2 separate regions of the Sander lucioperca genome follow, and region 2 is linked to region 1. Evidence: chromatin contacts called from public Hi-C data. All regions are on one chromosome and are shown on one strand. Each heading gives the region's core, a stretch centred on a gene start, on an enhancer-like site or on the middle of the called end of the contact. The rest is flanking DNA. Distances are from core to core; before and after follow the strand shown.

Region 1 (6,823 bases), core at 4,273-6,772:
GCCAACCTGCAACAGCAGCAACACACTTCATCAGCATCACCTTCAGGTCCATACATAGAGTATAGGTCCAATGCATAGCAACATCGTTCATTGTGTAGTACAAAAGAATTTTCCAGAAAATAGTTTCAGCAGCCCAAAAAGGACGTCTTCAAACAACTTATCCAACCAACAGTTGAAATCATTAAGAAAGAGCATGTTGCTCACACAGCATGTTAAGGTCCCACTGTGTAGTGAATGTACAGGCTCAATGGCCTACTAAACAACAGAGATAACCACCAGCCTCGCAAAAACAACAGCAGTTGTACCTGAAGGACACAAGCAAAACCACATGTTGTAGCCTACTGTATGTAATAACAATAATAATAATAACGACGAAGAGAGAGGTATACAGAATAAAAACTAAATTTGAGGTTATGAATCCGTGCACATTCAGTTTTATGTAGCCCATAATATTAAGTAAGCAGTCATGCATCAAGTTCCTGTTACTCTATAGATCAAATGTTACCAAAAGGCTGTTTTAGGGACTGTTCGTTATTTAATTAAGAGGCCACCGGAGGAGTTTTGTGGCCTCTAACCTAATAAGACGTGACCCTCCCCTCGTCAGTAATAATTTTCCTATGACCCTCCAAAATGATTTGTAAAAGAGGAATAACCCTTCCATCGCATGCAAGTTTGCACTTAGATAAGAAGCACAGACACCATTTGATTTTTACAGCTATGATGTACAGGAGTTAACCTCTGCATTCTCATCTTACACATCACACTCCTCTGTTATGGTGTGGTGGCCATTTCAGTAGATTTACTTACTAACATTGTTGTGGAAACACAATAAGCACTGGAAACTAAATGCACACTTCATGCATTACTGCATTACTTCAAATACTAAGGGCGTTTTCACACATGAAAGTCCGAACCAAGGTCCGGACCAAGGTTCATGTTTTTGTTACATTGTATACTTTTGATCCGGTAAGTTTTGGTTTCACACTGCAGTTATGCAAGCGCACTAAAGATCTATACGTGACAAAACTACGTCCTGCCGTCATCACATACGTGAGCTGCGTCTCCAGATACTTATAACTGATTGGTTTGTAGACAGGCTTCCCCGTCCTCTCGTATCTTCTCTCTGTGTCGGAGTTTTTTCAGCTGGCTGCTGCTCTCCCCTACTGCCGCGGCTCTTTTTGTTTTGTTGTGATGTTGAGAGAGGAGTGTCGGTACACGATCCGTTCTGCACATGCGCAAGATAATACTGTTTTACGTATCCATACGACCTGCACGATCTGTTCCACGCTAGCCTATGGCTAGCCTCCACCGGGAAGCTAACGTTAGTTTAGCTAACAGCTAATTCGGCTAACCGCTAGCTGACAGCTAGATTCAGTCTAAAATAACGTTAACTCAAACGTAATGGGAAAAGCAGGCTACAGCTAAATTAAGACTTCACAGTAATAACAATAAAGACAAGTATTGAGTGATTGTATTTTAAATGAGCACAAGTAAAGTAGAACTGACGTAACAGCTGTTATATATGTTAGGTGTTTGTTATATATGTCAACGTTTATTTTCAAGTTTTATTTTGAGGGTCTTTTAAAGTTATTACATGCTGTCTCAGCTAGCAGTTAGCCGAATTAGCTGTTAGCTAAACTAACGTTAGCTTGGCTGTCGACCGGAAGCGTGGAACAGATCGTGCAGTGTCGTAAATCCTCGTACAACCGCGCATGCGCGAACATTTTGCGCATGTGCAGAACGGATCGTGCAGGCAGAACGGATCGTGTACCGACAAGGAGCATCTCGCTGCAGTCTGCGGGAAGGCGGGGCTTGACATCAAGCCCCGCCCACATCCAAGTCAGTCTTTTTTTTTTTTTTTTTTTTTTTTTTTTTTAAAAACCTACGTCGTCTCCCCATACGCTCGAACGGACCAAGACGGTAGTAAAGCTGATATCCTCTTGTTTCACATTAGATGACAGAAACTGATGTAAGCTAAACACAAACAACATTTCATGCAACAACAGTGAATTGTAATTGGGCCCGTGTACTTTTTCGTTCATTTGATTTCCGACTTTGAAACGAAAAGAGTGGTCTGCTCCGGTGAAAGCCTTGTTTTCATGAGCTTCTGGGGCTAGCTGCTAGCTAGCTCGGAAGCTACATCTGATGGAAGGCAGGTTGCTAATTAGCCAATGCTAAAAAGTATGGAAGTAGCCTACTAGTTTCCCCTGCTTTCTATCAATATTCCTCAGTATTTGTCTTTTGGTGTAGTTTGCTAACATGCTCGTAGACATGTAAATGAACTGTTTGCGTGCTAGCTAAGTCAACGGTCAACACCTTTTATATTGTAACGTGAAAGCTCAGGCTGCGTTAGCTTCAGCTAAACCACAGCAGCAACTTGCACTGCCCCGTTAAAATGCAACTTCAACCCTCGGATATAACGGTAATCACGTAGCGATTTTACTGTATCTAGACATCTGTATGTGTGTTCGACCTTTTGAAATACTTAGATTAGGTGTGTTACTGTGCAGGTAATATCCGAGGAGCATCTCGCATGATTGTGAATTCTACTGAACCAGACAGAGAGACCATTTAAAGAAACAACACACCATTCTACTTTTGAGGGCTAAATTAAATGAAATATGGCTCGTTTTCCGTTTGAACACATTGTCATCAATATTAACAAGGTTTAAAATGACCCATTTTTCAAATTTGGATATCATTTCAAAATAAAAAATCAGTAACTACATGAAAACTTCACTGTTGCATGAAATGTCGTTTGTGTTTAGCCTATAAACATCATCAGTTTCTATCTAATGTGAATCAAGAGGCTATATCAGCTTCGCGTCTTTTATTTTTTTTTTTTTTGTCTTCAAAAAACTTTATTATTCAAGTACAGATCCATAAACACATTGAAAACATTAAATGCATACATACATACACGAAAAAGGGGCGCATTAAATTTACATTAAAGAGGTTGTAAGGCATTGTAAATGTTCAGAGTCTGGATGGCTTTCTTATTTGTCAGTCCTTTTTTAAAGTTTTAAAATATAATTTCATGTCATTTTTAAATTGGTGACTAGCCTATTCGGTTTTCTTTCAGATCATTTACATTTATAGATATAACATTTTCAAATAAAATTAAAAGATTCAAAATAAAAAACATGGCATTTATCCAAATAATTTTCTTCATAGTAAAAAATGTTACCAGGCTTTCTTGGTCCGTTCGAGCGTATGGGGAATGACGTAAGCAAAAAAAAATGGCTGCCTTGACATCAAGCCCCGCCTTCCCGCAGACTGCAGCGAGATATACTTGTGTTGAGAAGCAAGACACTGGAACTTTCTGGAGAATTTATTCAGAGACAAACGGAAACCTACACTGTACATTTACTACCACTTAACAAATAAACTGCTGATGTATTCTCTGCTCTGATAGCCGACAGCTGTCTGCTCTGAGTGCATTCACCGTCACTCTCACTCTCATGTAGCCTACACACTAAGCACCGAGCTGTTCCTTAAAGGAGCTATTCCCCGGTCTTGTAACACAAGGAGAGCCTGCCAGAGCTTCTTCTATTTGGTCCGAAAGTCCGAACCATCCAAAAAATGCTTTCACACTGTAAACGAACCGGACCATGGTTCAGTTTGGTCCGGACCGAGACCACCTCTTTTGGTCGGATCAAAATTTGGTCTTTTGATCCGGACCGTGGTCTGGGGGGGTTTCACACCTGTAATTTTGGTTCGGATCAAACTGAAAAGTCCGAAAGTCCGGACCAAATGAGGTATGTGTGAAAACGCCCTAAGTTACTCCTAAACTAGTATTCATATGAAATAAAACAATAAAACATTGAGACCATTCAACAAAGGACACTGGGATATAACCAATTCAACACTGGTTGCTATGGACTTGTCACTATCGTCATTGTATATTTTAGCACATAGGTAAAGCTGCCGAAGCTGAACATTATATTCCAAAACATATATGTTTATTTTCAAAGCAGATTTTAAGTTACATTGTAACAATTTAACAATTCGCCCTTATGAAATCCAATCGCGGCACGGCTGTTTTGGAACGCAATAGACAGACGGTGGCGGAATGCCCCAACACTTAAATTCAACTAAAATGTAACAGTGAACAATCAGTGTTCTACCTACAGTCTGTTGAGATGCCTCTCCAAACGCAGAAACCAAGCGCAGTCACACTATAAAACGTTAAGACACGTTGAGAAAAAAGTTCCGTATTTTGCCGTAATCCAATGACATGAAAAAAAGTAATCCACAGCGATCAGTAGATCCACAAACAGGTAAATGATACGGTGTATCCAGCAAGGCCTATACGAGCGTCACATTCACCAGCCAGCTCTAAACAGGTGAACGAGGCCTCTCCACTTCGCCGTTTAAACAAAGTGGAATAAACGTATACAAGTCCAAATCTACACAAAACCCGCAATCAATTAGTAAGCTGACATCACATCTATATACATGGCATTTAGGAAACCTTTATTGCAAGGTTGGCACGGCAAGATGTCCAGACTAGTGCAACAGTAAGTTTCGTTTTATGCGTCCTGCTGCTCCCATCGTCAGCCAGGTAAGATTTTTTTTTACTAAAGCAGTATATGAAATCAGATGTATTACCTATCACCATTTAGTTGTTTTGTGTTATTGAGCAAACTGGGGTCAGAACCATCTGCTAGGGGGCCGAGACTGAGAGCTACATGGATAAATATGCACCAAACAAGCCACTTTGAAATTTTGCTCTTTTCATGAATAAAAAAGTTGGGTGACCACACCACCCAGACTAAAAAATGTTGGATGACCCTCCCCTCAGCAAAAAAATAAAAAGACATGACCCTCCCACTATTTTCCTCCTGTGGTCCATTCCATAAATACCGAACGGTCCCTTATTAGCTACAAAAAAGGTATTAATAATAACAACTGCTTATCATCGTCTGGAGAGATTTCTTTAGCTATTTACAATGTCCCCTTTATCCACTGGGGGTTCACTTTCTCTACTGAATATTTATTCCAACAAGTTTTGATTTTTCAAATTAAACGTCTGCATTTTCTTAAGACAAGCTCCACTTCCTCTCGTTTCTCTCGGCTACAACTGAAGCACCAATAAGATATCACACTTCTTTAATAAGTTGCTCTGAAAACAACTGAATTGAAATAATCGACTTGTAGATGTAAGCATCTGATACAACCACAGTTTGACGGATTTTATGTTGAATAATCTACACTTACAAAGTGGTTCATTTGAGTAGCCTATGAACTGTTTCTGTAGAAGCAGCAGAAAGAAAAAAACAAACACTTACCGCGATCAAACTTATCACTATAATGTAACTTCGCTTCAAACAGACGTTCACTTTCCCCATGTTGTTGCGCTTAAACTCGCCGTCAATATTTGTAATGCCGTTTAAAGTTTTCCTAAATAGAAGCGCACGCTATGGAGATGCGTCTTTAATAGAGAGAGAAACTTCTCATCTTGTTGCGCGCACAGCCCCTTGGTGTTTGTGCATGGGCGTGTGGGAGGAAATCCGATGGTATTGGGTGAATGGCCCTGCCCATCTGGAGGGGCTGTATATGTGTGTGGGTGGAATTAATGAATATCATTTGTGGGGAAACAGTATTACAGATTGTTCAGGAATGGGTGAAAAGTGATAGAATTGTTTAGTTTTTTTTGTTTTGAAGGCACTTTGTGACTGGTCTGTAGCCCAGAATTAACTGCTCAGTGTGTTTAGACCCCAGGCCTTTAAGTAAGGTTTTGTTTTAAAGACACACTGTACGTTTACTATTACAAAACTTATCAATATACAATATGTATCGACAACAGCTTAGATAAATGAGAGCATGTTTACTGTACTGCTGTGAGTAGGACATAGTGCAGGTACTGCAAACATAAATCCAATGTATACTGTGACATTATAGTGCTGTTATGGATCATATAATTAGCAGAAAAGCCATCACTCAAGTCAAATGAAGAGGTTCTCAGTAATGCATGTAACCTCGTAATGACTAGTAACACCAATATCATCAGCTGGAGTGGATATTGCAACAACACAATGATGGATATTTTAAACGTCTTTCTGGGCCATTTACCTCAGACACACAAGTGTTTTTTTCCCGCCCGAATTAACAGGAACAGATCAGTTTGTATATTAGTTTATTGTGATGGCTGACTTTAATGTGTGTGCTGTGCTGCAGGGGCAGAGAGAGAAATATTGACAGTGTACCTGTAGGAACAGTGAAAAGGAAAGTAATCACAGGAGGTTTACCAAAAACTTGATTATGTTACCAGTGAAAGACCAGAAAGAGAACAAGACTGATCCAAAGACAGAGAAAACAGAGCTCTCAAATGGACCTCAAAAGTCCCCCATAAAGCTCTTTTTGTCTGCTGTTGTCTTGGACGAACAAAGGAACTAGTGAGAGGCTGCATCACATGACTTCCCATCACAGTCCCACACACACTCACACTATCTATCGATCTATTTCTCAGGCACAGATTCAGATGCACTTTGCTGCAACATTAATGGTCCCTGGAGTTCCAACAGAAAAAAAGTCAATTGTTAAAGCAGATCCAGAGTGGAGCATTTCCTGATGGAGCACAGACACATCTGGAGAGCATGGTGAACAGACACACACACACACACACACACACACACACACACACACACACACACACACACACACACGCACACACACACACTAATGCAGGCATTTACATCCACGCATACGTATGTAAAGCTGTCCCATGTTTCCAAATGTTTAAGTCAACTTCATCAGCGCTTACAAAATTATTGACACCCACTCACACATCTGTAGGACATGAATGCACCTTCTGTGGCGC
Region 2 (7,160 bases), core at 4,308-6,807, 140 kb after region 1:
TATCAGCCTATTCATAGTATTAAATTCGCCTTGTGCCAGGATGGACACAAAGCGGTTTTTAAAAAGGAGCTCTACACAGCATCTGGAGAGGGGAAACGCTAAGGGTTCTACATACTCTTGCCTTGCTGTGAGGGAAACGGCAGGCTCTTGGTTCTGTCTGGTGAGTAGCCTCTGCTGCTGACACTGGAGCCGGAGCGACTGTGGGGGGAGCGGGCCACCTCGCGGCGCACAGGAGACCGCTCTCTGAGTGGAGGGAACGGGGCTGCCTTTCTCCTGTAGAGGTCTCTGTCCTCCCTGGGAAAGCATAGGGAATGTGTGGGCTGCAGCAATTTAAATAGTCCAAACATCCAAAGTGTTGTCCGAAGGACAAATTAGCTCCTCTTCCTCATCTGACAACTCTCGAGTTACAAACCCATATCTGCAACAACATCTTTCAGAGAATCTAAACACAAGTACTTCTACCTTTCCTTGTTTGTGCCAACACAGCACAACACTGCCATCTAGCATTGAGGCCTAAACATGTGCAGGGTTTTTTTTCTGACCACATATACACTAGGGGTTTTCACTAAATACACATTTCCTCTGACTGCAGCATTGATGGCTGCAATGAATAAGCTACATACACGTGAGCAATGATTGCCCTATGCAGTGATTAGGCATGCATTCACTCGTACCCTCTGTCCAGGTTGAGGATGGCTTGCACGAGTGTGTCTTCCCCGCTCTCTGGGAGCGCTCTGGGTGCTGGGTAGATGCCCTGGTTTCGCACGTTATGAGGTGGTGCTGCTGCACGGGCGCTGAGGGAAGAAATACACACAAATGTGTGGTCAGTTGCAGATACATACTGTACAACATGGCAACAAATACCATTTGGTCAATTTGTATCTAATTTAATTCAAACAACCGTAAAATACCAGTGCTGTCAGGATTTTGTATTCAGGGTATGGGTTGCCTCACTCTCCCTGGTCACAATTTAGTAGCACGCACTTCTTCAAAAACAAAATGTCTTTGACAAAGAATCTTGAAGCAAGCAACTCACACTAGCCAAGTATGGTTACAGGTTTACACATAACCACACATGGAACTTATCCAATAACTAGATGTTTAAAAATGCAAACAGAACTGCTGCAGTCTTTTTCATCCTGTCAGGATCCTAACCTGACATTTATTCAGGCTGAACAGATACTGCCAGTCTGGCTTAGATAAAGAGGACTTTTTTTCTATGATATCATTAATGCTAATGCATTAGAACAAATATAATAGAAAAAAGGTGACACTTCATGCAGCATTGTGATTGCAAACGGAGCAACAGATCTTCCAGAGTCTAAATATGCATGAGAAGCTGCAGGGGTGATATTATAGGGTATATCAATTTTTTATGTGTCACATGATGGTCACAGGGTAATATAATAATGTCAACTGTGGGAAATACAGATTTTTTGTTTATGCTCCCCAATAGCAAAACCTTCTTGAATGGAAAAAATAAACATGTACATGCATGCCCTGTATCCCTTGTAACTTCTGGCACCCATTATCTCTGTGCCCCTTTTCCTAACTCCCCACTGCGTCTCAACTGACCTCTGACCTCTACCCACACCAAACCCACCAATCAACAGGCGGGAACTGACCTCAGTGCCCTTTCACAGCTCCAAATGTTTGGAGTAAAAGCCATCGTTTCCCTGTCCGCCTGCTAAGTGGTGAATTTAGTATAATATATATTTTTTTTAAATTTCTGTCCTGTTTTGCAACTGTATACAGCAGTGCATTTTTAATATAGGCCCCGTACTGCCTTTCAGCGTTGATACCACTCAAGGGATTTAAGCTGAAATAATTTAAACTTATTACACGACACTGGACTACGACAAAAATTGCAGCTTAGGATGGGTTATCTTATTTCACCTTTTTGTTCTTTGATCTAGCTAAGTGAACTTCAATCTAAAATAAAAAAAACATATTTACAAACCAATAGCTGGAAATGTCACCGTCATGACCGTTTTAATATAGAAAACAAAATGACACGAACATCAGAATTGATTGTGAATTAACTGCAACCGAAATGCTTAAGTGGAACCAGAGCCAAGGGTTTTGAGTAAATATTGTAAACCTGTTAACCAAAATCCGTAGTCTAGATTTTTGCCACCCAAATTGTGGCCTAAATACAGACACTGTTCAGCTAAGAACCGTAGTTATCGTCTGGAGCCAGGTGAGCACTGAGACCGCCAGAAATTATGTAAATAGGGTGAGACAAGCCAATATGGGTCAGAGCAGACCATGATTTATAATAGCAGTTATGTAAACAAACATTTCAAACACATACTGAAAATGGAGGCCTACTCCTGCAGAAATCCCCCTTCTTAGCCTAACTAGAGGACTTGCTCACAACGCAAGTGCATAGAAAAAGGGCCCTGCTACCCAAAATGATAACATCCAATTCTGCTGAGTGATATTACTTATCAAGTACAACTTGGTAGACAAGATTCATTTTTTGGAAAATAAATATTGGCTCCTTCAAGACAAACAGAAGCAGTTTACCCAAACTCCAAAGGCCGTCCTGTGTGTTGTTGGTCTTCCCTGGGTACTCTGTAAGGATAGTCCTCCTAGCCAATAAAGAACATGTAAAAAAAAAAAAAAAAAAAGATCAAATCCATGAAAGGGACCTTTGCTGGCACTTTTTCTTCAAAGGATTTGATCCTGTCCTAAAATACAGATGTTATGGAACTTAGTTATAAATGATCAGTCTGAAACTACAAATGATGTTACCAGTTTTGATTTCAAAATGTGCCTTTAACTTCCATACAGCCAAACGTTCCCCCCTACAGTTTATTTTACAGTATCTCATGGATTCATGACCTGATACTGATAAATATGCTAAATGAATATTGATGCCAAGACATCGTTTTTAGTTCATTTTAGAATGTGTCGCTGGGAAAATGTCACTAAGTTAGTCAGCTTTATCAGCAATAAAGACAAAGAAACCACTGCAAAAAGGGAGAAAAAAACTAAGTTAAAAAAAATGATATGACAACAACATCCCTCATACTGGAATGTCAAAGTCCAAGAAGAAATTGATATGCATATCATAATAAACAGCAACATTGTAGCACACACTGTTTGGCTTGAAAATATTTAAATTTGATCCTTTTAACTATAGCGCCCTCAGCTGGCCAAATTTGAGTGTGCATATTAAACTAACAATATTAACATGATATGCAGTTGCATATTATTATTATTACCATACGTGTGTCTAAAACGTTGGAAAACCTAAAAGCTGAAAGACAAAACTTGCTAAAGAAGTCGACTGGGGATCAACTACAATTATTAGATCTGAGAAAAGTCATGTAGTTAGTTTTGGTGCCCACATTGATTTTACATTCATCTGGCTTAGGTGGTGCCCAAACCAGATGGGTGCTGCGCCTAAGTCTTATAATGGTAGGGAAAACCCTAGAGTTGTTTATTAATGTAACTCAATTACTTTGTGCAGTGGCAGCTGCTAATATTGAGGCAGTCTTTGGAAGTTCCTATTTTATCTCCACTTCACACACTGTCACTACATTTTAACTAATTTGTTCATATGAACACAACAATGTTAATTGTATGACATTCATGCTCTCACCCTTCTTGAAGGTGGAACAGCTCTGCGTTCAGCAGGGAAATGAAGGCTGTCACCATGGTAGCCCCTCTGATCTTCATGATAATTTCGTGGGCCTCCTCCATTTGGGAAGAAGCGTGGACCTCCTTCGTATTCGTACCCGCCGCGGCCATAGTCGTCCTCTGGCCTGCTAAAGGGGCCCCTCCTCTCTGCTGCCCCAGCTGCCCGTGGGTACGGACCCTACCAGGATGGGTACATTTTATTATTTTACATTTGCAGTTAAATTATTTTAAAAAAATAAAAAAAATGTTGTTGGGGGGAATCTAATTTTGTAAATTTCTGCGTAAAAATGTTTGTCTGCTCAAATTACCCTTGGCTTATGTCAACCTGGCTAAGAACTTCTTCACCTGATGTCGCAATTAAATAGAGGATTTTTCTCAATTAAGCGAGCTGTATAAAGCCATGGTATACTTGGTCAGAACTAGTTCGTATGACATGTTGTCCATCCATGTCAGAAAAAATACATTACATTTTATTTATAGTTGTAGTAGAAATATGCTCTCTCCAAATAATGTATCCAGGCTGCTTGAAAGACATATACTGCAAGTCTTCCTACTTGTGTTTTTATGCGCATACTCTTGAATGTGATACAACAAGGTCAAAGTGCTATCAAGAAAAGAAAATGGACTGAATTCACTTTGTACACACTCACCGGTCTCTCTGTTAAAAAGCGTTCATCATACACCTCTCGTATACTCCTGTCTCTCCTGTACGTCACTGCAAAAGGCAGAGCAACAGCAGGGATGAATGCATTGTACATGTAATCATGCAACGGTGGTTCCACAAAAAAAAAAAAAAAATGCCAATGCCAAAGTCAGCTTCCTGAGGCAGCAATATTTTAGTAAAACAAATTTGCACTAGATATGCAAGAACATAAAAGGATAGCCTATATTTAGTTTGATGACAACCATGGGACAAGAGTTTCATCATGTGAAAGCATTTTGGTTCAGTCAGGTGCATGCTGCAACACTAAAACAGCTCTTGCAAAAATACTTTTAAAATATATAAAATGCTCTGAATATTGTCCCAATTCTTGCATGTGCCATATGATCCTGTTTTATTTACTTATTATTTCTATTTAGGCAGTAGTGGTATTTCTCTTGTTGTGGTCTTGGTGTCAAACAAAACACTGGTAAACAAATGTATTGTAAAGACAAGTGTTGTCACTAACTTACTTTTGGACTCAAGGACTTCTGTGAATCGGGGTGATACGATAATGAGATGTGATCTTCAACACAATCTGTAAAAAGACAACACTGTGAAGACTAACATATACACTTGGAATAAGTTTCCATGCAACTGTTTAGGAGCCTATAAAAGAAATAAATGAGATGCATACTTTTGTAGAGAATAAAAACCGCTCTATGTTGCACATTTTTAAAATAAGATAAGTTGTGGAGCACTGTTTGAACATGAGATGTGTGATTCAAGCAACTGAGCTGGCAGAGGTTTCTTTCTGCAGAATAGACTGACCGATGGATGAATGCTCATTTGACCAACAACGCCATATTAAACATAGCACTAACGTTAGCTTCATCGCACCCAGCCGATAAGTTACACAAATCACTACATGTTCTGTGATGGTGAATTAACAGTTAGTACTAACATTAACTACTGTAACGTTAGCTCCACGCAGAAAAGACAGCTAACATTGCTAATTAGCTAGCCTCCATATTTGCTGCAAATTCGGAGGTTTTATTTAATCTGAGAGCAAATTAACTAATCGATACCGGCACACAAAAATCACAAATAAATATTTACGGCGAAATATTGCATCTTCTAGATAAACACGGGTTAAATAACCGACAGTAGCCCAAGCTAGCACAACAATCTCACCTTCCTCTATCGTTTAGTTAGCCTAGCCTTTCCGGTAGGTGTAGCAGCGACATGGATAACGGCTGTTTTATTGGACAAGGAATGCGCATACGTCATCAAGTTGCGACGTACAGACATGGCGTTTGTTTCTGTTTGCTAAAGTAGCTAGCTGCATACAAATCATAATACATCCATGATACAAATACACACAATTCTGCTATTTTAAACACATTTAGATATTTTTCAACGGTGGAGGTAGTGTTGGTAAGTGGTAAGTTTGGTTAATGTAGTCAGTTGATTGCAGTTACGTTAAAAAGGTTTAACGCGACATGAATGAATTTAACAAGAAAGCTAAGTAGCTGGTTGTGCATTAAACAATGTTATGATCATCTGTCTTATTTGTCTTACAGTGTGCCATATGCGTCCAGTATGAGCGGGGGTTTGGCACCAAGCAAAAGCACTGTGTATGTGTCAAACCTGCCATTCTCTCTTACCAACAATGACCTACACAAGGTAAGACAACAATTACAATTGTTGACAAGTGTTCATCAGTGTTGTGAAAAAATGTTGCTAATGATGTTTGTAATTACTAATGATGCTTTTGTTTGGCAAAAAACCCACAAATGAGTCAAATTCCACCGTGGTCCTTACTGAAACAGATCACTTTGTCTCATTTCAGCTATTCACCAAATATGGAAAAGTTGTAAAGTAAGTAACGGCTCTATCATACTTTATTTGTTATCTTACAGCAAAGTAGTGAAGGAATAACCCACAACGATCAAATAAAGGCTCTGGATACTTGTAATAGTTATTATTACACGTTTAAAAAAAAAAAAAAAAAAAAGATGATGTTAATAACTCGTGCATATTTCAGGGTTACAATCGTTAAAGATAAAGACACTCGCCAGAGTAAAGGGGTGGCGTTTGTTCTCTTCCTGGACAGAGAATCAGCTCACAACTGTGCAAGAGCAGTGAATAACAAACAGGTGAGTCTGTTCATACTGTATGGCTCTGAGCATTAGCTGCAGTCTCCTTGTGAGTGATGTTTCTGATATTCACTTGTTGTCAGACTTCCAAATGTGTTTGTCTCTCAGTTGTTTGGCAGAACAGTGAAAGCTAGCATTGCCGTAGACAATGGGCGAGCAACTGAGTTTATAAGACGACGGAACTACACAGACAAGACTAAATGTTACGAATGTGGGGTCAGTGCATATTTAACAGTTTCTTTCTGTGAGATCATCACATTTTATTGACTTACAGTTGCAAGTATAATCTTTTTTTATGCCTTGAATGGAAACAAAAATGTGCACAAAAAAAAAAATCATCCCAGAAAGAGTTGTCTGATTTTGTGCATTATTAAATGAAACCTCACAGGATACAGGTCATCTGAGCTACGCATGCCCCAAAAACATTCTGGGAGAGAGGGAACCTCCAAAGAAGAAAGAAAAGAAAAAGAAGAAAAAGGCTGAACAACCTGAGCACGTGTAAGTATTTTATAGCTGATATTTTGTGATATATTGTATATTGGGTATTGTTGTTTTTGTAATTCCTACGTCTTTTCCCTTTTTAGTGAAGAAGAAGAAGAAGAAAGTGAAGAAGAGGGAGAGGACCCAACCTTAGATAGTCTGAGCCAAGCAATAGCTTTTCAGGTAAGTGACGAATATAGAAATCCAAATAGGCTTCGCTACTGAAATGTAAC

The links. Hi-C and Micro-C count contacts between places; a contact is called where the count stands out from the background.
Region 2: a Hi-C map of muscle shows a contact between it and region 1, with 3 times the contacts expected there. The contact joins the promoter of zcrb1 here to the promoter of LOC116039811 in region 1. A contact is called at or near these places in 2 of 2 Hi-C or Micro-C datasets (liver and muscle).

What each region holds. Positions count from the first base shown.
Region 1 is chr20:12,890,370-12,897,192 of SLUC_FBN_1.2, forward strand. It overlaps LOC116039811 (tetraspanin-8-like), which reads right to left and starts at 5,523. Exons shown (of 9, transcript XM_035996275.1): 1 at 5,292-5,523; 2 at 1-6. The coding sequence starts at 5,351.
Region 2 is chr20:13,028,994-13,036,153 of SLUC_FBN_1.2, forward strand. It overlaps zcrb1 (zinc finger CCHC-type and RNA-binding motif-containing protein 1), which reads left to right and starts at 5,558. Exons shown (of 9, transcript XR_004896012.1): 1 at 5,558-5,732; 2 at 5,872-5,974; 3 at 6,141-6,169; 4 at 6,336-6,447; 5 at 6,556-6,663; 6 at 6,836-6,945; 7 at 7,032-7,110. It overlaps pphln1 (periphilin-1), which reads right to left and starts at 5,589. Exons shown (of 11, transcript XR_004896011.1): 1 at 5,483-5,589; 2 at 4,822-4,886; 3 at 4,299-4,363; 4 at 3,611-3,826; 5 at 2,530-2,594; 6 at 675-794; 7 at 122-294.